Regions from separate parts of the Mus musculus genome. Here regions 2, 3, 4 and 5 are each linked to region 1. Evidence: chromatin contacts called from public Hi-C and promoter capture Hi-C data. All regions are on one chromosome and are shown on one strand. The core of a region is the stretch at or near the end of the contact, and the rest is flanking DNA. Distances in the headings are between cores, read along the strand shown.

Region 1 (4,416 bases), core at 851-3,350:
AGCGACAATGTGGTGGGCCCCAATAAACCTGTAAAGAATAAAAGCCAAGTCAAATACACCTACGTTCAAGATTCAAAAACAGGGACGCCACTCATACTGTCTTGTGGAACAAGCATCGATAGAACCTGGTGCTTTCTAATCTGTCACATTCGAGTGACAGGTTTGGTTTTGTTGTTTCGCTTTTTTTTTCTTTTGATGTTATTTCAGATATTCCCGTGAAATCTTGCCTTTTCCACATCTCCAACCATGGAATTTGCTCGTCCTCAAATAGACAATAGATGCCATAAGATTGGGGAGACCGGTGTGCCCAATCTAGCACAAGCAGCCAGCCATACTTAGAACTCCTAGACACAAGCCCGCTGACAACCTAGGATGGACGAACCTCAGCTCAAGCAGAAGCTTGTTTTTTGTTTTTTTGTTTGTTTGTTTTGTTTTTTGTTTTTTAATTCTCCCCTGACTCACTTGGTATCAGCTTCCCAACAGAGCCCTTCCCAAGCGTTCACGAGCGGCAGCGCCTAGGAGCGCCTTTCCTGTGGTAGACTGGCTGGCTGATACTTCGTACACAGGATGCTGGACCAGATGGTTGCGTGCGGGTCTGAGCACACACTGACTCCTGTGGGCTCCAACCCAATGACTAAAACTTGCCCAGGGATTGTGCTGGATTCTCTCTGCTCTCAAGAAACCTAGCGCCTGCTGTAACCAGGGAGATTCTCCTTTGGGAATTTGGGGTCTAAAAGATGATGTTCATTTCTGTGTGTTTTCTGAAGTGCACATGGGTCAGTGTTATAGGAGCTGGGTGGCCAAGGAAACCTCTCCTCCACTCAGGGAACTCGGCTTCTCCAACCACTTTCTCAACTAGAACACAATAAAACGGGCCCCTTCTAAGTCAGCAGTTCTCACCGTTCCTAATGCCACCATCCTTTAATACAGTTGCTGTTGTGGTGAGCCCCCCCAACCATAAAATTATTTTGCTGCCACTTCATAACTATAATTTTGCTACTGTTTCAAATCTTGGTGTAACTGCCATACAGGATATATGATAGGCAGCCCCTGCAAAAGGGTTGTGCAACCCCCAAAGGGGCTGCGACCCACAGGCTGAGAACTGTTGTAAGTCCACCAGGACGTCCCAGTCCACAGTATTGCTGTGTTGCTATGGCTGTTCAGGCCTGTGTGGAAGAGACAGCTTTGGTTGAGGAAGAACCTGCATCACCATAGTAGTGTCTGAGTGTGACAGTTTGGAGCCCAAACAGGTTTTACACACATGACGTCTTTCAGTGTTGGGGATCGGACCTAGGTCTTCATGCGTGCATCCTACCAGTGAGCTCTAACACAGCCCATCCTACTATGTATGTGACCTACTGTGCTCTCCTTATACATGAAGGCATCTGGGAAACGAGAAGGAAAATGGTAAGCCTGGTCTAATGCTAACAGAGCTCTTGGCCAGCTTACAAGAAAGGTCTTCTAGATGAGGGCACTATTTCAGGATCAGCAAGGACTCACTGCACTTTCCATGAGTGGTATAAGCTTGGCTTGGCCTTGGGTTTATCAGGCCTAGCTGTAGGGTAGGGGAATGGGAGGTGGGGGAGTGGGTTCAGGGACTCTCCCCTCCCCCTTCTCTAGCTGCCCTCCAGATTTGCAATTACTTTTTGGAACAAACTGGATCTTTATCTCTAGGGAGGGAGGGCAGTACAGCCAAAGCAAGACAACACAGAGCGCATCCATCACCGTCAGCGGCTCCCCTCCATCTCGATGGCATTCTTAATTTAGCAGAACAAACACGCGCCACGGAGAACAAGAGCAGGCAGGCTGCGATTATTTACACTGGCATCGGAGGAATCTGGGCAACCCAAAACCACGGAGGCTAACAAAAGAAAAAACTCAGGCCAGATGAATCAGGTCCCGACCCGGTTGCTTGTCACCGTCACCGGGCTTTGGGGCTCAGAGGAGAAAATAGAATTTAGACACAGCACAATGGTAGAAAAGGGCAGGGAACCCGATAAGCCGTTCCCCAGTGGTAATAATAAACTTTATACCTAGTCCAGTGAGTCCGAGGCCTGCCGAAGCTAAGATATCCAGGCTGGGACAGGCCAGGCCGGCAGGGCACGATGCTGGGGATAGACTGGTTGCTATGGAAACCCCACTGCTTTCAAGTCCGAGGAGACACTTCCTTGCTTCATACATATTTAAGGCATTTCGCTCAACACTTTTCACAATCACAGACTATGAAAACACATAATGGGGGGAAAAAAGATGACACTGAGGTAGGCATACAATGACAGAAGGGTAATGAAAATGTAAATGAGTGGCCACAGGAGGCTGGATACCACCCCCTATCAGCCTCTGCTCCTGACACTCCCGTAAAACGTGAGTCCCCACCTACTATGTGTGTGTGTGTATGTGTGTGTGTGTCTATGTGTCTGCAAACCATTGAGAGCATGATGCTGTGGGCAGCCAGCATGCAGGTCCCGATCCCTACCTAACCTTTTAAGGTATGGATTCCTATCCAGGCATGCTTAGAAATTTAGCAAATTCTTGGTGTCAAAGTCCAGCTGCCCCACTACACAGCCTCTGGGCTTCATACTGAAGCATTCCTCCTCACCACCTCATTACCTGCAGAAGCCAAATCAAACCCACCATCACGTATAGATTGCACAGTTACAGTTGGCTTCTTTTTTTTTTTAACATACACGGTCTAATGGTTAGCTGACGTACCTCTAGGCACCACCAACCCCCAGTGAGACCACATCTGTGGCAAATCTTATGAAATATATGTGTGTGTGTTATATTATGTTATATATAATGATATATTTTATAAATAATAATAATTGTGTATATATATAAATTTTCCTTACTTCCTATATGTATATGTCATATACATATAGAATTATATAATTTATATATCTTTTATATACTAAATGTCTAAGCATATATATGTATATATATAAACATACATGTGTATATATACATATGTATACATATATAAACACATATGTGTATGTATGTGTGTATATGTATGTGTGTATGTGTGTGTGTGTGTGTGTGTGTGTAGTAGTAGTAGTAGTACTTAGAATCCAGCCATCAAAACACAATTTCTTTCAGCCTAACATAGGTTCGTTTTTCTCCTGAGCTCTTGGAATTCTTTTTATTTCTGTCTTTGTTTGGCCAAGCCCTTCTCGGAATCTGAACTGATGGTATTTGTGATTAAGTTAGTCAAACAGGGCTTTATGATGTCTAAATCCCATGGCCTGGTCTCAATCTCTGAACTCACTCAACCTTGCTCCCCCAGTCTTGGGGCGCTTTAAAGTTTTCTCTAAAAAATAAAATAATAATAAGTGTGGTTGTTTCCTCCAGGTGAACAGAAAATATCACATTTACTCATGTAGAAATCATATGCAAGACAGATACACATAAAGCATTCTATACACAAGATGGCATCTCTGGTTTAGAAATTTTAGTAAAGTATGGCAGATTTATCTACCTTAGTAATTCAGGACTTCCTACTCGAGAATCTAACTGCACATCCTTCTGTGGCTTACACACGTGAGTGTGGACACATGGATACACACGCACACACACACACACACACACACACACACGCACATCTCCATATATACCTGTACTTGCACATATACATACATACATATATACACACATCAACACACATGCACACACATACACTTACATGTGCACACACACATACACACATGCACTTACATGTGTACACACAAAAAACTGAATAGAATTAGGGAAGAGATGTGGGGGAAGGAGGGAGGGAGGGAGAGAGAGAGAGAAAGAGAGCACGCAAGCACCTTTCTCTATGAGAGAGTGGAGTAGCACCTGTGAATGTGGACCCAGGTCCTACCCTGACACCAAAGCTGGTCCAGGCTGAATCTTGTGCTGGCTGGCGTCCATGACTACAGACTCCCTTATCCATGGCTGCCTGCTCTGTGGCACTGTTACAGCTGCCCAAACCAAGTCGGATGATTACTGGTTTATTTTTTACTCTATGATACATTCCCCTGCACTAAAGCAGTGGCTCTCTACATTGCTAAGTCCGTTCACTAGACTTTATAAAGCAATTAAAAACCAGCATTTAATAAAAATAAAAAAAAGTTAGGGAAAACTCAGCTGTTCTTCAAAACATTCCACAAACTTCAAAATTTAATTACAGTCTATAAATCTTTTAAGTTTTAAACATTCAGAAAAAAATGAGGATTAATATAACATTGTCATACTTAATACCTGGAACACAGACAATTTTGCATGTGACTTTTGTTAACCCCCTGGATTATTTCGTAGCCATGCTTTCTCTCCTAGTGGTGAACTTGGGATGCACCCCCACACCCCACACCGCCCCAGGTCTCCCTGCCAGCCAATGCTTCGTGATTTGGAAAATATAAGAGTGTAAGTACTGCT
Region 2 (4,416 bases), core at 1,311-3,810, 850 kb before region 1:
GTCCCCTCGAGCCTCAACTGCAAGGCACCCTTTCCTTTATCCATAAACCTGGTGACTTAAGCTCAGGGTGATGGTGATTTCATTATTTCTGCAACGGGAGGCGCTCATCTTCCCTTGCCCCTTCTTCCTGCAGGGGACTCAGCCTTCCACCTACCTTCTGATTCATTTCCCCTGGAACGCTGAGGAGTTTTTTACAATGATCCGATCTGTTTTGTATCTGGTGTTTCCATTGTAATGCTATTACAGAACCAGCGTCGTGACAAATCGTCTGTTTATGAGGGGAATCAGTTCTACAAGAAGTAGAAAATTAGGTAAGCTTCTGTTCTGCAGTAACAATAAAAACCAGGATGGGGGAGAAGAATCCTCCAATTTATTCTCATCTGTATCAGCAGGGAAGCTTGAGAAGATGAGAATTTTCTCCTAATATCTTCTCAAGCCGATGATTAACTACAGATACCATGCCAAAACTGTAGTTCCCCTAAGGAAGACCAAGATGTTCTCAAGCTTAGCCTGACACGGGCCCTTTAAGAAAACCAGGCACTTCAAACTCCACCCCTCTGCCGACTGGAAGCCTGCAGGTCGGCTTCCCAAGGCAGTAAGTTTTAGGGATAAACCGGAGAGAGCTAGTCCCCACCCCTCACTCCCGAGAGAATGCTCCAAGGGCTGTAAGCCCTCCAAACCCCGCAATCTGGAGGTGGGGTGAGAAAAGAACAATAGAAACTTGTGAAGTATGGAAGCCACGCCCACCCCAGACTGCCCTGAATAAAGCGGAAAGAATGCAGTTAAACCCCAGTCCCGGGCAGTGCTCCCCTTACCCCATCCATCTCACCCCGCGAGCTGCTTTTCCAGAAGCGTCCTGTAACCGAAGGAGCCGAGTGTCTCCTGTCCCAGACCCAACATGGCAAAAGTCAAGGAGCCAAGTAAACTTCAGTGACAAAGTGGCTCCCTCAGCAGAGGATTATTTACACTGGTGCTCTGCTGCTGGAGAGCAAAGCCAAAGGCTCTCCTGCACTCCCCTGGATTTTTAACTTTTATTGTTACATTTTGCTTCACCGACTGTGTTCCTAGCTCTAAACTCAAGCCTACCTAGGAGACGTCTTGGGGGGTGGGAGGGCTCACCGAAGTTAGCATGTCTGGGTTGTTGACTAGAGGCAGCCATCTTGGTAAACCTGAGGTCAAGGTTTCACCCCTGGCAGGTTAAGAGTTATTCCGAGGTGAGACCAGTTCCTATTTAGCAGTGGGGACGAAACATGTCTAACCACTGGATCCAATTTGGTTTAAAGACAAGGTTATGAGCCAGGAAAGCCATGTAGTCATGGCTAAGCGCTTTATAAAACTATAAAACAGTTGACAGCCAGAAAACACTTTTCATCCCGCACCCCTTTATTTTGCATTTTGTTTCCATGAGTTTGTTCTTCCGTCGACTAAACTTGGATAATAAAGCCCGCCTGGTTAGTTTCACTTTCCATTTTTTCCCCCAGAAACGAAAGCTGTTTTGTATCAGGAGGTGAAGTGTTTAGACCCTTCTCACCTGCTAGGCCTGTTTCCTACAAGCAAGCTCTCCTAAGAGGGAGGGGCCTAACAGTATTTGAATTTCTGATTCTTTGAAGCTGGGCTCTCTACAGTAGTAATTACGGTTTTATTTTTTAGCTCCTGGAGTTTTGTAGGAGTTGGAGAGCAGCGGATAATAATGGTTATACAGTTCCCCTCACTTAATCGTGGTTATTTGTTTAGCATTGTGCCTGCAGTTACTTTGGAAAATTGGTACTTGAAGTTTGTTTCAACCCTTCTGAGATTAAAAAAAAAAAAAAATTAAATAAAGCTCCCGTTTCTTTAACTAGACAAATCTTGGTTTCTTAATCCTATCCCCGTGACCGGTGCAGAGTCTTTGCAGGAGGTAAAGAGAAAAAGGTGGGTGGCGCCTGGTTCAAACAACTGGACGCACCGGGGCCTTGTGGCAAGCTAGGCTAACCTGTGGCTGCCGACATGCCACAACACAGACAGACACACAGAGAGGGAGAGAAATAGATACACAGACACACAGACAGACACACAGATACTCTTCTTTTTCGACCCACTGCAGTGCAACTTTCTGTTCCCAGCCCCAAGCGCGGTCTGCACGGGGCACCCTGGGGGAGATCCACGCGCGCCGGCGCCGATCCAAGGTGCCAGGCTCCAGCTGAGCGGGGGTGGGAGGGTGGGGTGGCCCAAGGAGCCCGGCTGCCCCTCCCACGTGTCCCGGCACCTGCGGGGCTGGCGCTGCGTGGGGTCCGCCTTTCTCCGGAAGAGGCGGCGCGGCGCGGCGGTGTATGTGTGTGTGTTGGGGGGCTGGGGCCCGGGGACGCAGGGGACCCTCCGGGGCGGGAGCACGTGCGCGGGGAGGCGGCGGGGGCTCGAGCGTCTGTGTGCAGCTGCTAGGAGAGCGCTGGGGCTGGGGCTTTGCGGGGACGGCCCCGCGGAGCGCGCCAGAGTCCCGGCGCTGCAGTACTGCCCGAGTCCGGGCGGGGTCTCTGTTCCCTGGCGGAGCAGCTCGCGCGGCCGCGGGAAGCGCCCTCTCTTTCTCCGCCGCCGCCGCCGCGCGTCTGCGCCCTGCCGCCCGCCCGCGCCGCGCTCTGAGCTCCCCCGCTCCCCAGCTCCCCCGCCGCCGCCGCGCGCCCGGCCCCGCGCCCACTCGCCGCGCGCCCACTCGCCGCGCGCCCGGCCCTCGGCGCCCGGCTCCCCGCGCCCACTCGCCCAGCCATGGCGGACAGCGCGAGCGAGAGCGACACGGACGCGGCGGGCGGCGGCCCGGCAGCCATGCAGTCGTCCTGCTCGGCGACCTCGGGCGGCAGCGGCGGGGGCGGCGGCGGGAAGTCGGGGGGCATTGTCATCTCGCCGTTCCGCCTGGAGGAGCTCACCAACCGCCTGGCCTCGCTGCAGCAGGAGAACAAGGTGCTCAAGATAGAGCTGGAGACCTACAAACTCAAGTGCAAGGCGCTGCAGGAGGAGAACCGCGACCTGCGCAAAGCCAGCGTGACCATCGTGAGTGCACCCCGCGGACCAGGGGGGACCCCCGAGTGCGCGCCCCCGTGCGGGGTTGCGGGCCTGCGGGCACAGAGAGCGGGCCTTGGGGCCACGAGCGCCCTCCCTCCCTTGAGGTGTTGGAGGTGCCTAGGGAGACTCCCCAACGTCCCCTCGTCGCCTAGGGTGGAGGTCCCTCCGAGCCAGGGCTAGAGGCTGGCGGCGTGGCTGGGGGGGGGGCGGGGTGGGACTTTCTCAACCCTAGGGTGCCTGAAGGCTCCGAATAGAGGGACACCCTCTCCGGAGCCCCCGTGAGTGGACGAAGCTGGGGTCTGTCCAGGGGTTAGTTGGGGAGACGGGGTGTGCCACTGGGCTGGGTCCCCAGTTGGCAGGAGGACGGCGCTTTGCTGGATCGCCGGCGCTGGGGGAGGGAGAGAGTGGCCCGGAATCCGGGAAGTGGAGTTTTCTGGCCAGGATGGAAAGGGAAGGGCGGGCACTGAGGCTACACCAGCACCCCGTTCGGAATCACTGTCCTTTTGGGCCCGGAGGGTGGGCGGGTACAGAGTAGTGGGGAGTGTAACGTCTGGCGCTGGCTGGGACAGGGTTGGAGCTTGAAACCAGGATGGAGGGTGGCCGCTGGGACTGCCTGGCTGAGCAAGGATGTACGTGCGTCTCCTTCATTGGTTCGAGAGTCTTAGGAGTACTTGCCTGTGAGTCTAGGTACTTGACGGGAACACAGGCCATCTGTTCTGTTTCTACCTGGCCCCTCGAGGCTCCCCTGGAAGAGGGTAAGATTAGTCTGAGATCAGCCTCCTGGTGTAGCCGAGTGGAAAGGCCCCCGTAGCGGTGATGAGGCGAAACGTAACTAGAAAAAGTACGCGTTGTGCTCTCACCTCCCATCCTTGCCAACTCTACATCATTAACATGCAGAATCCCCCACAGACAACCCTATTCAGATCAAAACAGTTTCCCAGCCAGCAGCACGGAAAGAAAATGTCAAGGAATCAAGGAGGATAAATTGCCAGAGCCGCTTGCACACAGCTGATTAGATGAAACCCTTCCAGTGGAGAAAAAGAGATTTGGTGGTGGGTCAGGGATCATATCCTGGAGACGAGAACGGGACAAATTTAAGCTGCCCTTGTGCCAAGAAAAAGTGATATGTGTGTGTGTGTGTGCCCTGTGGCTTCTATATGGCTGCCTTGGTTTGTGTAGCTAGCCGGTCTCAGTCTCCACTAGAGAGGCAGTGTGATTTGCAACCTAAATAGCAGTTGGTCTTGCAGAAAAGCATCTTACTTGCTCTTAACCAGTCCCGTTCTATGCGAGTACATCTCCAGGCAGCAAGTTACTGGATTGGCCTTTTGATAGTAAAGGAAAGCCGTTTGTGGAGGTAACCATGTAAGCCTTTTCTGGGCTAAG
Region 3 (4,416 bases), core at 904-3,403, 750 kb before region 1:
CCAGAAACTGTTAGGTAAATGCAAGTTCTTCTTTAACACTTAAGAAAACAATTGTGTTCAGTGGAACTTGGGTTGATCTGAACGATCTGATATCCACTGTGAGTGAGGGACTTAGAGGGGCCATCTGGACATTTTTGAAGTACAGATTTTCAGAAGAGAGTCTCTCAAGCCAGAAGCCATACCCTATCTGTTTCCATCTGACCACATCAGTTCTACAGGTTGCTCTGCAGATGCAGTGTCACCTTGCAAGATTCACTTCCCTCACCCCTAAACTACTCTAATAGGCTTTTAAGATTGTTTAGGGATCCTGGTGGGAGAGTAAACAAACTTCAAGCAATCCGTACCAGAGCTGGAGAGATGGCTGAGTCAATGGATTGCTTGCAATGTGAGCTTGGGGACCTGAGGTTCAGTCTCTAGAATACACATGAACAAGCCAGGGATGGTAGCAGTGTGCGTATTCCCAGCACTGGGGAGGCAGAGACATGTGGATTGCTGAGACTCTGTAGCCATCCTGGGACACTGGTCAGGTCCCGGGTCAGTAAGAGACGTAGTCTCAAAAGTAGTGGACAGCGTCTAAAAGAATGGTTCTCAACTTTCCTAATGCCCCACCCTTTTAATACAATGTCTCATGTTGTGGTAACCTCCAACCATAAAATTATTTTATTGCTCCTTCATGACTGTAAATTTGCTACTGTTATGAATTGCAATGTAAATATCTGATACGCAGGTTATCTGAAACATGACCCTCCCCCAAAGGGGCCATGACCCACACATTCAGAAACAGTCTTCTAAGGAATGAAACGCATTCCTTAACTTGCACACCCTCTCCCACCCAACTGCACCCAGACTCGTACACAAAATCAACAGTAGATGTTGTAAAATCCACTCATTGATATATTTTGAAAACGGGAGAATCAAAATAGACTAGGTTAAATTCATAAACACAAAAAGATATTTAGATATCAGAAAGTGGGCTGGAGAGATGGCTCAGTGGTTAAGAGCACTGACTGTTCTTCCAGAGGTCCCGAGTTCAATTCCCAGCAACCCCATGGTGGCTCACAACCATGTATAGCGATATCTGATGCTCTCTTCTGGTGTGTCTGAAGAGAGCAACAGCGTACTCCCATGAAATAAATAGATAAATCTTAAAAGAGAAAGAAAGGAAGAAAGGAAGAGAAAGAAGGAAGGAAGGAAGGAAGGAAGGAAGGAAGGAAGGAAGGAAGGAAGGAAGGAAAGAAGGAAGGAAGGAAGGAAGGGCAGATAGAAGAGAAGGAAGGAAAGGCAGAGAGAGAGAAAAGAGAAAGAAAGAAAGAGAGAAAAAGAAAGAAAGAAAGAAAGAAAGAAAGAAAGAAAGAGAAAAGAAAGGAAGGAAGAAAGAAAGAAGGAAGGAAAGGCAGACAGAAGAGAAGGAAGGAAAGGCAGAGAGAGAGAGAGAGAGAAAAGGAAAAAAAGAAAGAAAATAAAGGAAGGAAGAAAGAAAGAAGGAAGGAAAGGCAGACAGAAGAGAAGGAAGGAAAGGCAGAGAGAGAGAGAGAAAAGGAAAGAAAAAAGAAAAAGAAAGAAAGAAAGAAAGAAAGGAAGGAAGGAAGGAAGAAGAAAGAAAGAAAGAAGGAAAGAAAGAAAGAGAAAGAAAGAAGAAAGAAAGGCAGGCAAGCAAACAGGCTAGAAAGGTGGCTCAGCAGTTAAGACCACACATTGCTCTCACAGAGGGCCTGGGTTGAGTTTCCAGAATTTACAAGTAGTCACCCACCTGTAACTATAGCTCCAGCAGGCCTGATATTCCTTATTGCCCTCCTTAAACACCCCTGACACCCCCCACACACATACACATGACATTACACACACAGACACACACACACAGAAATAAAACTAAAACAGTTTTTAAAAGCCAGCTCCCTGCAGAAAAGGAGTGTGCAGAAGAGAAGGGGCTATGTTCTCACAGTGGAGGAGATTTGTTGTTGCTTGCTGATAGTTTAGAACAGCTACCATGGGGACTTAAGGCATCCCCGCCTAGCGGCTTGCTTGACTTCAATGTAAATATATTTTGTTAGACTCTATCCCACCTGTGTCTGTCAGTTTCTCTTGCCTCCTCCCCATGACATTCTGGCTCAGGTTTCTGCCTAACACTCGGAGCCAGTTACTAATAACAGCCCAGTGAGCTTTTCGTCCATGGAGAGCAGATGGTGTTTTTGAAAGGAAGGGCGGCCATTCCCAGGACTTTGGACTTGGCTCCGTTGCACCCCTGAACAGTAAGTGTTGCTTGCGTTTATATTTTTAAGTAGTGTTGACACAGGGAGAGGCGAACGAAACTCTTGTTGCCTCTCATTAGAAATAATGAAGGCTAAAAGTTGCTGACTCCCCAAGCTGGTTTCCACTGCCTGCATTTCAACATCCCTCCAAGTTTTACGAGGCTGATGATAAGGGAGATTAGTGAGTCAGAATCCTACTCCTTTCTTTTTGGTTTTGGCTCACGGCAAGCGGAGCAGGTGATTAATAACGCTGGATATAAATTGCTCGGCTGAGCCCTGGGCTTGCAGCTTGACCCATCTCCCTGTGTTTCCTTCTCCAGATAGAATCCCAGTGTTTTCAAAGGGAGTTTTTACTTACAGGAATCAAAGTGGGAGAGCGGGGGGAGGCATGGTGCCCTGTTGTTATCCCCTGTTCTGGGTTTGGGGCAGAGGGACCCATCGCATTGCTTACTAGCTTTGTAACCAACGGCCCTGTCTCTGCAGCCTCTTTGACATGGTCACTTCTCAGAGGCCTGAGAAGTAGGTCACTGTGTTTTCTGTCTGGCAAGGGAGGACCCTGGAATTCAGAGAGCCAGATGCCTTGCCCAGTCATCCTGGGCAAAACTGACACTTGATATCCCAGTCCCTCTTCAAGGCCATATATTAGCATAGCTCTCTGCTTTGGCTGTGTGAGTCTCATTCCTGGGCATGTGTACATGTCTAGATACAAACTATTTTTGCTGTTGTTTAGAAACTTTTTTTGTTTGGTTGGTTTTGCGAGACAGGGTTTCCCTGTGCAGCCCTGGCTGTCCTGGAACTCGGTCTGTAGACCAGGCTGGCCTCAAATTCAGAGATCCACCTGCCTCTGCTTCCTGAGTGCTAGGAGCGACTACATCTGTGTGCCATCACTGCCCAGCATCGGTGTAATCTTGACAGAGGCATTAAAGTGAATCCCAGAGACACAGAAGTGGACTGGGTAAGAGTGGTTGTAAGACTGTACACAGGGCCTCAGCCTCTCTGAACCTCAGCTTCCTCACTGGTGAAATGAATTATTATCTATCTTGCACCGGTTTGGGTATTTGACAATAGTGTAACATAAGTGGCTGTGAGTACTGACAGAAATTTAAATGTCATCTATAAAAATCCTTCATTCAATGGACTTAATCTTGAGAATAATCTGCCATTTCAAGTTCAGTTGCAGAGCCTACAAACACTATGCTCGATAGGAAATATTAGTCTGAGAAACAAGCTCCTATAAAACTGTGCCACATTTAAAGTCTTTAACGTCTTCGTTTTCAGAATGGTGCATGCCACCGCTGTGGGAGAACGGGAAGGTGCTATCTCGCTCACCACCCAAGACTTGAGGAGGGCTATAGCTAGGATCTGTGATGATGGGGCAGTCCCACCCCCGACCCCCCCCCCAGTCTGGTATACCCAGCATGCCCCTTTCTCCCTTTCTTGTGCCCTTCTGTGGCTCTCTTTGCTTACACAGACTGGAAAGGAAGGTTGTCAGAGAACACTTGCTTTCCACAGTGTGACTCTGGGCCTCCAGGATGGGATGTGTGGTTTCCTCTATAAGCCTACACTGTGCAAAGGTGTGTGGAATATCTGCTGTGTACAGCCATGGCCCTAGGCCAGAACAGCCCATAAGCCATTCATGTGGCAGGAGAGTGTGGGGATTTTATGAGTAACTCCTATAAGAGAGCAGGCTTCTTCATGATTCAGAACTCTTGGGGGACCCCAACCTGAGTATTGTAATCTTTATAATAGCTGAATGAGTTTAGAAAAAAAATGGCATAAAGATAAACCTTGCTGGGTTAGGGCGATGGTGGCAAAATGCTTGGTGCGCATGCGCATGGGTGAGGCCCTGTGCTGATATCTCCAGCATCCACAGAAAACCTGAGTTTGGGAGGCTGAAGAGATGGCTCAGTGGTTAAGATCACTTGCTGCTCTTCCAGAAAACTGGGGTTCAGTTCCTGACACACCCACGTGGTGGCTCATAACCATCTGTAATTTCAGTTCCAGGGATCCAGTGCCCTCTTCTGGCCTCCATGAACACTAACATGTCTACATACATGTAGACAGAACACCCATATGTGGCAGTGGACCGTGAAGGCAGCCTGGTTCTTGGTGGAGCACAGGCTTGAAACCCCATAAAAACGTGTCCATAAATCTATTAAAAACCATG
Region 4 (4,416 bases), core at 1,190-3,689, 700 kb before region 1:
TCTTCATGTCCCCTGAAAACACTGGGGACACGAGGAGGAGGAGATGGTTTTAGTTTCCTTTCCTCCAGTCTCTCTGCGCTTCCAGACCCAGTGTGGTGGGGGAGGGACTCCTCGGGCTGCTCTGGGTCAAATTCTATTTGTAGATACAAGGGCAGGGCTGGCCTAGATCACTGGGCTCTCTTGCTTGTTCCACCACAGAGTGGCTAAACAGAGGACCTCAAGGGATGGGGGCAGGTGGCAACTTTCGAATGGCATCCAGGTGGCATGCCCTTTATTCCTGGAGCTGGCCTCCAAGCGCTAGAGCAACCTTGTAGCCACCTCACTCATTGAACAAGCCAGGCCTTGCCATTGCTTGAGTCTAGCCCTCAGGGTTCTGTTTCACAGTAAAGCAGGAACCTTGCCGTTGCATAAGGACACTCCTTCATTCTGTATGGACGGGCATGAACTGGCCTGAGTAGACAGGCCCCTCCCACTTACTGTTAAGAGACACTGGGAGCAGAAGGGAACAAACAGCCTGTGCTGATTTCACACAGCTGAGGATGCAAATAGGCAGGGTTTCCCAAACAGTTTCACAGACAGTAACTTGTTTGATCTGCACGTGAGGGCATCCGCATGTACTCTGGCAGCTGGAATCTATGCAGATCAAGGAAAGCTTTCCAAAGTACCTGTTCCTGAAGCACAGAGGGGGAGATGAGATAGGTTTTCAGGCAGCTGTAGATACCGTGAGTGAACACAAGTCATCCGTTCTAAATGAGACCACCATCGGGAGTGGATACAGAGCCCCTTTCTTCTTCACAAACACATTTTTAGGATGCTGACAGCTTTTCCTTTCTTTTTCCTCCCATAAGGTTTTTGTTTGTTTGGATACTACCTGCCTTCCATGGGCACTGTTTTGTTATTGTTTTTAATTGGTAGTGTTTCTTTTCAGATGAGGTCTCTGTAGCCCAGGCTAGCCTAAAATTCATTATGTAGCCCAGGATGGACCTGAACTCCCAGCGATCTGCCTCTTCAATTGGGTATAGGTGTGAATCACCACAGTGGGCTACTGTTACTATTAAGTATTTTTCTGATTTTTCTTCCACTTTGAGTGTGTGTGTGTGTGTGTGTGTCTGTGTGTGTGTTTCTCAGCAACAGTCCACCTTGGTTTTGAAGAGAGGGTCTCTAAGTGAGACCCGGAGCTTTCTAATAAGGGTAGCCTCTACCTCTTTGGTGCTATGGTTTTGACAGCAGCTGCAGTCATGCTTAGTTATACTTGGGTGCTGGGGGTGGCAAGTAAGCTCTCTCCGGGGACAAGAATAATATGTTTGAGAGGACTTCTCCATAACCTGAATAGAAAGGGGGTGTTGGAGAGAAGCGCTAAAGCCACTTCTCAGGGTGGTGGGCATGGCCAGATTCCGTACCTTTTCTGACTTCTCAACCCTCCCCCACTCTCCACGATGCAGGCAAGATTCTGAAAATATCATAGATAAGGAAATAAGCTGAAAAGACCTAGGTGGCTCAACTCTTAACTTTGCAGGAGGTAGTCCTTGCCGCCTAAGAACGCAGGCTTTGCGTGGTATGAAGGGAATTCTCACGCTGTTAGATAGACATAGTTCTCTTCAAGAATTCAACAGACAGAAAGTTAATGGGGCAGAGGGTGAGCACACGCCACATTGCAGACATATCCCTGGAGCGAACGGTGTCCACACATTCGTTAGCCCCTGGAACCCTAAAGTTTTCTGCAGTGGGCTTCGGTGACAGCGCAGAGAGCCATGCATGGTAGGTAGCTCCAGCGTGAGTTGCTTTGCACCACAGCTAGTGACAGCCTGGTTCTACTTCAAGACACCTGACGGTCTTCACATAACTTCTCCCTCCCTCTTCGACCTCCTGGACACCCGCCTTTCCCGCGGAGTTGTCCCAAAGGAAAGCCCTTGGCATCTTATACTCCCTACTGCCAAAGAGTACCAACTTCACAAAGTTCTAGGTTTCTAGTTCGCTTTCCTCTGGGATCTCTGCCCACGAGTACAGCTCTGGCCAGGAGGCTCCCAGCGACCCAGGGAAGCCAGGGAGAGCAGGCGACCCTTGTATTCAGTTCCACACAGGCTCCTCGCAAATGCACACGGTGCTTGGCGGGGGGTATGCGGGAGAGCTTCGGGAGACCAAGGGGACTCGGGTCCGGCCCTCCCCCCACTCCTAGCCGGGCCTTAAGCTACGGGTGTAGACGCAGCGCCCCTACCGCCGGCTTTTCCACCGCCTCCATCTCCTCCTCCTCCGCCTCCTCTTCCTTCCCCCAGCGGGCGTGCAGTCTCAGCCGGTTCAGACTGGCCAGGGTGCCCCTGCAGAGGAGATCTGAGAGTGGGACCACCCCGGGAGTGACTTCCCGGGGTGGGCGGTGGGGGTGGGGAAGGTGGAGCCGGCCGGGCGGGCTGCACTCCATGTGTCCCGAGGGCAGAGGGCGGCGGCCGTATATTGCGCGCAGCGGGACTGCTCGCCCAGCGCAGGGCCCGGATCAGCAGCTGCGGCCGGAGCTGCGCCCGCGGCCCCAGCCGAGGCCGGGACTCAGGTAAAAACCCCAGGAACTGGGAAGGTCCCGGCGGGAGCTGTCCCCTCACCCTGCAAACTGCACCGAAAGGAGGCGGTGCTGTCACCCGCGGGTGCACAGCTACCGGCCGGCTTCTGGTCTGCCCGGGCTGAAAGCGTCCTGAGAGCGCCGCGGAGCACTCTGCACCCTCTTCTAGAAAGAGTAACTGCCTCTGCAAAAATACTCGTAGGGTTGCCTTTTGCAGGGAGAATGGGGGAGATGAGAGCTCGGATGTCACCAGATGAGTCTCCTGGGATACCTTCTACGTGTGACCCAAGTGGGTCCTCACTTCCCAGAAGGCCGCTCCCGAGGAGGTGGGCTCAGGTGCTGGGGAGAATCCAGGCTGGGGCGCATAGGTTTGGTAAACTGCAAGGACAGCAGCTCACGTTGCGGGCAGATCCTGCTGGGTTCCGGGCAGGGCAGCACCCGGGCTGCGCTACAGGGTGTAGGAGCCTAACGGCCAGGCGGCTCCTCCGCCACCTGAACAAAACTTAGAAGGATTTTGGTGCGCATGCCTCAGCTCTGGTTCGCCTAGGGAACCCTTCTTTGGTTTTAGCCATGCACAGAGGCTTCAGGGGAAACAGCAAGCCATGGAACTTGACCATCAATCAGGTCGGGATTTTACTTCGTTCTTGGAATGTCAGGTCTATGCAGCACAAATGATCCGGAAAGTTTAGGCAGTGTTTACACTACAGATATTATTTACATATTATTTATGTTGATATCTTACTTGCCTCATTGGGCCCATCTGATGGGCTACAGCTCAGTGGTAATAGTTAGACATCTTGACTTGCCCAGATTGGCATGTTCACCTAGAGCAGAGCAGAGCAGAGCAGAGGCCACTCAGATACTCTTAGGCAACAGACGGAGTGAGCTAGGTTGGAGAAAGAAAGGGTGTGCCGATTGGTTACAGCCTCCGTTAAACACTTTGTGAGCGCAGAGAGTAGTGTCGGTACCCATTAACCACCCTCGACTAGCAAATAGAAATTAGACAATAAAATCTTTTCACCTGCCAACTGGCAATAACTTGTATATTCAGCACCGCCGATGTCCGAAGAGCAGGTTTCCTTGCTTCCCATCCTTCTGTGTTTGGGTAAGTGGAGAGACAGGGATCCTACTCGTCTCTAATGAAGGTTCTATAGAAAGGGCCAGGGGCGTGGTAAGATGGCAAAGAGTGACATTAGGAACTCTGGACTGGATTTTTAAATTTTTTTTCTTTCTTTTCTCTCTCTCTTTCTTTCTTTCTTTCTTTCTTTCTTTCTTTCTTTCTTTCTTTCTTTCTTTCCTCCTCCTCCTCCTCCTCCTCCTCCTCCTCCTCCTCCTCCTCCTCCTCAGGGTCGTGGTAAGATGGCAAAGAGTGAAATTAGGAACTCTGGACTGGATTTTTTTCTTTTCTTTTCTTTTCTTTTCTTTTCTTTTCTTCCTTTCTTCCTACCTTCCTTCCTTCCTTCCTTCCTCCCTCCCTCCCTCCCTCCCTTCCTTCCTTCCTTCCTCCCTCCCTTCCTTTCTTTCCTCCTCCTCCTCCTCCTCCTCCTCCTCCTCCTCCTCCTCCTCCTCCTCCTCCTCCTCCTCCTCTTCTTCTTCTTCTTCTTCTTCTTCTTCTTCTTCTTCTTCTTCTGTTTTTTGTTTTGTTTTGTTTTGCTTTTTGAGACAGGGTTTCTCTGCGTAGTCCTGGCTGTCCTGGAACTCAATTTGTAAACCAGACTGGCCTCAAACTCAGAAATCCACCTGCCTCTGCCTCCCAAGTGTTGGGATCAAAGACGTGCGCCACCACTGTTCGGCAGTATTTTCTTTGCTTAGCTCTGCAATACCAGCTATGACAATGGGGAGTGGCTGGTGTCTGAATGTCCCAGCAG
Region 5 (4,416 bases), core at 670-3,169, 580 kb before region 1:
CAAAATGTCTCTACCATGGGAACATCCAGCAAGCACCGGTTTATCCCTGAGGACCGGAGGCTTTTCTTTCTCCTCTCTGTGGGGAGTCAACTGACCAGTCACCCCAAAGTCACTTTTCCAAAGTCACCCCATTCCGAGAGATCTTCAGGTCAGGTTGCTTCGTGAGCATCAAATGAAATGGCTGTTGATCCTCAAAGGATGGAAATGGGCAGGAAAAAAGACTTTTCTACACAGGTCTACCAAATCCCTGAGCGAACTAAGAAGTCAAATGGTCCATTGGGTCTGTCCCTAGCAAAGCCATGATGATGTCATCTGACTCCTCCAGGACACACCAGGCCTTGATCAGTCATTGAGGAAGATAACAGTAGCTATTTGGGGGCAGGGAGGTGAAGACCTTGAGTTCATTCACCAGAAAGTAGAGAATCTGTAGAGCTAGGATCTTGCCTCCATTTCCCTACCGATATATAAAAATTATATTTGAGTGTGTGTGTGTGTGTGTGTGTGTGAGAGAGAGAGAGAGAGAGAGAGAGAGAGAGAGAGAGAATACTCCTGCGTACTCTTCTATGCCATGCCATGCACACGTGGGAATCAGAACACAACTTTTGGGAGTCAGTTCTCTCCTTCCCTGATGTAGGGCCTGGGAATTGAACTCAGATCATCATGCTTGGCAGCAAGTGCTATTAACCATGGAGGCATCTTGCTGGCTCATCTTCTGTTTAACTCAGCATAATGCAGCAGTGGCAGCGGCAAAATTAACAAGCACAACGAAGGTAAGAGTCCAGAAAATGTGTGCATGGATACCAAACTCTCTGGCCAGGAATGGGTGAGGGTAAGAGAAAAGTGGGCGTGGCAGACTAGATTTTTCTCTTTTTCTGCCTCGCCTCGCCTCGCCTCGCCTCGCCTCGCCTCGCCTCCCCTCGATCTTTCCTTTCCTTTGTTTTCTGCCAAGGCCATTGCTGGATCAAGGAAGAAAGCAGAACAGGTGAACAGGAGCAGCCATCTCCCCAGCAGACCCAAGAGAGCATCATACATAGTAAACGGAATCTCTCCACACTGGGATTCTATTGCAACAACTGGATGCTCCCCTACTGTGTAAGCTGTCTCAGACAAACCCCACAGAACAGATGGAACAACCCACCACTCCAAACATCTCTTCCTGGCTCTTTGCTGGAACCCCAGGGGGCAAGATATCCACAACCACTAGAAACAATGTCTTCCGACTCCTAAGCAGACACTGTGTCAGCCTCCAGCCTCCCACCGGCTGCAAAGAATAAAAATAAATGAACCAAAGACCAGACCATCTTGAAACTTTTAAAAGTTGATGCCTGCATTTGTTGGTACAATGAGAATGGACAGAACCTGGACTTTGCTGGAAGGGGCCTGGAGATTGGGGGGTGGAGGTTACATTGTCATTTCTGCACAGAATAGTTCTGCATTCTGTGTTCTGTGGCAGAAAGGCAGCAAGTGCTAGTTTTGGCCTTCTGTCCCAGGCAGTACTTTGGGAGATTCTAGTGTAAAGCTTTTATGCTTTTTCTCCAGGTTCTTTCAGTTACTGTAACTTCTGCTCCAAGGGGGTGAAATTAGAAGTAAATTCTTTCTGCCTTATGCTTTGGATTCCCCAGAGTCTGAGAAGGAGTCAGATTGTCATTAAGGCTCTGCATCTCCCCAGGGTGGCTGAGATGGCTCCCCCCCCCTCCCCCCGAAGGAATACCTTCTGGCTCTGTGGTGCAGGCTAGTGGCTGGCAGGTGCTGCCCAGCTAATGAGCATGCGCCCAGCCTGGGGACCATGTTCCCCAGCCCTGCGGGCTTTGCTGGTGCAGTGTGAGCTGACTTGTAGCTGCTGTTTTGAAGCAGCTAGGGACACTTTCCCGGGCTTTCAGCCTGGTTCCCAAAGCGAGTAGTTTTACCGCCCTAAAGCAAGATGGCGCCACAGGGCAACTGGAGTCTGACTCCTGAATGGCTGCCTGCCTGCTCTACACCAGCCCAGGACTGTAATAAACTCCTATTCTAATGTCCCCCAAAACCTTTGTAGTTTATTTCAGTGTAGACTAGTACCTTTTTGTCAACAGCATCCAAGTTTGTTTTATGGAACAAAATAGTAGACGCTTAGTCCAAACTTTGAGTAGATTTCCTTTCTGGTTTTTGTGTTTGGATTTATTTTCTGCTGGAGACTGAACAGCACACTCTCACTGAGCAAGCCTTCTGTATTCCCAGCTCCACTTTGATGTTCCTGTTTTTATTTTGAGACAAGGTCTCACTGAGCTCCTTAGGCTGGTTTTGAACTCACGATTCCCTGCCTCAGCCCCGTAGCTGAAGTTCCAAGCCTGATGCTGGAGTCTGAAAGCATTCATATCTACTGCAGAGGACTGGCTAAGAACTCTACAGCTTGCCCCACTGGGGTGCGCAAGTGACGCTGGAAACACAGGGCGGTGGGGTCTGCAGTTCCTTTAGAAGATGTCTATTTACTCGGGCAGCTCACAAACACAGTCCTTCCATGGAAGTCAGGGCCTTGCCCACACAGCCTGCTTTGCTAGGGAACATGGCTGCAAAGAGCTTCCTTCTCACCTGGGAAGGCTTGGAGTTCCTGGGAAGCCTTTGGTCTCAGGTGATGAGCCACCTCAGCCAGAAGTCCCTTCTAACCCCCCCCTCCCTCTTCCTTTTTTGTGTCCCCCACCCCCACCCCCTTTCCCATAACTCAGCTCTGTTCTCCAGTTTGGGATCTGGCCCAACTGTTGTGTTTTCTGCTTGCCGCACACCCCATTCGACAGGACCCAGTGACGTTATACACTGATGAGGCACAGGGCTAAGTCGACAGGTGGCAATCCACGCCTCTTCCAGGTGAATTTGGAATAAACACAACTTTTGAAGGGTACACTTGAAACCTTTCAGGTTAGTTTAATGCACGGCGGCATTTGTTTCTGTACTTTAAGCTGAATTGAAATCCTCTGGAAGCTTAAGCTGCGTTTTTCATCTTGCTTGCTACTGTGTTGGTTTTAGGGAACAGCGTCTTTTTTTTTTCTTTTTTCTTTTTTCTTTCTTTCTACATGCACACTTTCTCCCTTTGAGACTAAAAAGTTGGGGATATCAGAAAAAACAAAACCAACCAACCAACCAACTAATCCAAGCACGTTAATTTTCCAGTCCTCAAGGTGCTAACATTTCCTTTTACAATAAAAAAAGGATTTAAACTGGCTTGCAATTCACAGAAGAGCTGTGATAGCTACGCCTGTTTTACTTGATTGACAGCCTGCTTTAGAATTACTCTTTAGGAACCAGTATCGATGCTCTTATTAACTAAACCCCAGAGTTTATTTCTGTTCCTTAATCTTTTTTTTTAACATAGTGTTTTCTTCACACACCACCCCTGAATTTGAGACAAGGTCTTGCAATGCAGCATAGGTACCCCTCAAACCTGATATCCTCCTGCCTCAGCATCTCCTGCTGATTACAGGATTACAGGTGTGTACTGTCACCTTCTTGTTATCAGTGTGTTACCGTTTTGTTTTACAGTAGAAAAGAATGCAGTTTTAAACCAGCCTTTAACTTATTGCAAGCATGTTTAGCTACTAACAGTCTTTTCATATCCCAGTACCCTGTGATACCTGCAGCCATTGTGTCTTCCTTTGGCTGTGACAATGGTTTGTTGTTGTTGTTGTTGTTCTGGGAACCTAGATACTGTTGGCATTTAGTCTCCGCCCCACAGTTACCTGGCAATAGCCAGGTGTGCCTGACTCACTATAAAAGGGGCTGCTCACCCCTCCTCTCTCTTTTGCTCTCTTCTCCCCTTGCCCTTGCACCCTTACCCTCTATCCCCTCTCTCCCCATTCTCCTCCCCCTCTCTCCATGTGCTCATGGCTGGCCTTTACTTCTCTACTCCCCATCTCTCTCTGCCATTCTCAGTCTCTACTACCCCCTTAACTCCCCTTCCCACGCGTCAAATAAACTCCATTCTGTATTATGCTGTCCTGTGGCTGTTACCTCAGGGGGAACCTGCATGGACCTGCAGAAGCATCCCCTTCCCCCACACCATACCGCACCTCCATCAGACACATACCTGGCTTCTCTTATCTTTATATAAAATACAACAGACATGTACGAGGTCAAGCATTATGTAGAATGGTCCGTTACCACCTCGCTGACATTTGCTGGTGCCCTGTCTAGTTTACGGAAAGGAAGCTCAGGCAGGAGGCACCGTTTCGTCATAGCTCATCAAAATACCCACAGTCACCGGAAGTCATCAATGCTGACGTTAACTCTGGTCACCTGGCCGAGGCAGTCTTTGGTCTTTCTGCTACACAAGCCATTGGTCACCGGTTCCAGTCTATGACTTATACTCAAAGTAGGTTTAAAAACTAGCGAGGCTGTACAGGTGGGGGAGTGCAGCATCCACTATCTTAAACTTGTCTCCAGGCCGGG

Evidence for each region. Promoter capture Hi-C pulls out the DNA fragments that hold promoters and counts their contacts. Hi-C and Micro-C count contacts between places; a contact is called where the count stands out from the background.
Region 2: a contact with region 1 is called in a promoter capture Hi-C map of hippocampal neurons, with 3 times the contacts expected there. The contact joins the promoter of Ccdc6 here to the enhancer-like site in region 1. A contact is called at or near these places in 2 of 39 promoter capture datasets (the C10 cell line and hippocampal neurons), 4 of 115 datasets of contacts at active chromatin or transcription factors (astrocytes, embryonic forebrain, embryonic limb bud and 1 more) and 1 of 9 other capture datasets (embryonic stem cells).
Region 3: a promoter capture Hi-C map of hippocampal neurons shows a contact between it and region 1, with 2.9 times the contacts expected there. The contact joins the promoter of Mrln here to the enhancer-like site in region 1. A contact is called at or near these places in 7 of 39 promoter capture datasets (the 3T3-L1 cell line, cranial neural crest, frontonasal cranial neural crest and 4 more), 4 of 484 Hi-C or Micro-C datasets (the N1E-115 cell line, embryonic fibroblasts and embryonic stem cells), 2 of 115 datasets of contacts at active chromatin or transcription factors (astrocytes and embryonic stem cells) and 1 of 9 other capture datasets (embryonic stem cells).
Region 4: a contact with region 1 is called in a promoter capture Hi-C map of hippocampal neurons, with 2.4 times the contacts expected there. The contact joins the promoter of Slc16a9 here to the enhancer-like site in region 1. A contact is called at or near these places in 8 of 39 promoter capture datasets (the 3T3-L1 cell line, embryonic stem cells, hippocampal neurons and 4 more), 2 of 115 datasets of contacts at active chromatin or transcription factors (embryonic stem cells and stem cell-derived neural progenitor cells) and 1 of 9 other capture datasets (embryonic stem cells).
Region 5: a Hi-C map of cortical neurons shows a contact between it and region 1, with 2.3 times the contacts expected there. The contact joins two enhancer-like sites. A contact is called at or near these places in 2 of 15 datasets of contacts at CTCF or cohesin (embryonic stem cells and pro-B cells), 38 of 484 Hi-C or Micro-C datasets (3T3-L1-derived adipocytes, the C2C12 cell line, the HL-1 cell line and 25 more), 11 of 115 datasets of contacts at active chromatin or transcription factors (SST interneurons, astrocytes, embryonic basal ganglia and 4 more) and 1 of 9 other capture datasets (embryonic stem cells).

The regions. Positions count from the first base shown.
Region 1 is chr10:70,947,906-70,952,321 of GRCm38.p6, forward strand. Bicc1 (BicC family RNA binding protein 1) reads right to left here. Exons shown (of 21, transcript NM_031397.3): 10 at 2,034-2,220; 11 at 1-28. Among named protein-coding and RNA genes, the nearest start is that of Gm24486, 68 kb to the left of the region's middle. Within about 2 kb of position 2,101, at least 58 of the 459 cell types and tissues checked have an H3K27ac peak or open chromatin away from gene starts, as enhancers often do. A contact at or near this core is called in astrocytes, cerebral cortex, cortical neurons and 3 more, where this site is marked.
Region 2 is chr10:70,094,561-70,098,976 of GRCm38.p6, forward strand. It overlaps Ccdc6 (coiled-coil domain containing 6), which reads left to right and starts at 2,561. Exons shown (of 9, transcript NM_001111121.1): 1 at 2,561-3,021. The coding sequence starts at 2,740. It overlaps Gm51771 (a long non-coding RNA gene), which reads right to left. Exons shown (of 3, transcript XR_003948903.1): 3 at 1-290.
Region 3 is chr10:70,202,511-70,206,926 of GRCm38.p6, forward strand. It overlaps Mrln (myoregulin), which reads left to right and starts at 2,154. Exons shown (of 3, transcript NM_001304739.1): 1 at 2,154-2,249.
Region 4 is chr10:70,242,837-70,247,252 of GRCm38.p6, forward strand. It overlaps Slc16a9 (solute carrier family 16 (monocarboxylic acid transporters), member 9), which reads left to right and starts at 2,440. Exons shown (of 6, transcript NM_025807.3): 1 at 2,440-2,542.
Region 5 is chr10:70,367,037-70,371,452 of GRCm38.p6, forward strand. No RefSeq gene overlaps it. Among named protein-coding and RNA genes, the nearest start is that of Fam13c, 72 kb to the right of the region's middle. Within about 2 kb of position 1,920, at least 55 of the 459 cell types and tissues checked have an H3K27ac peak or open chromatin away from gene starts, as enhancers often do. A contact at or near this core is called in cerebral cortex and cortical neurons, where this site is marked.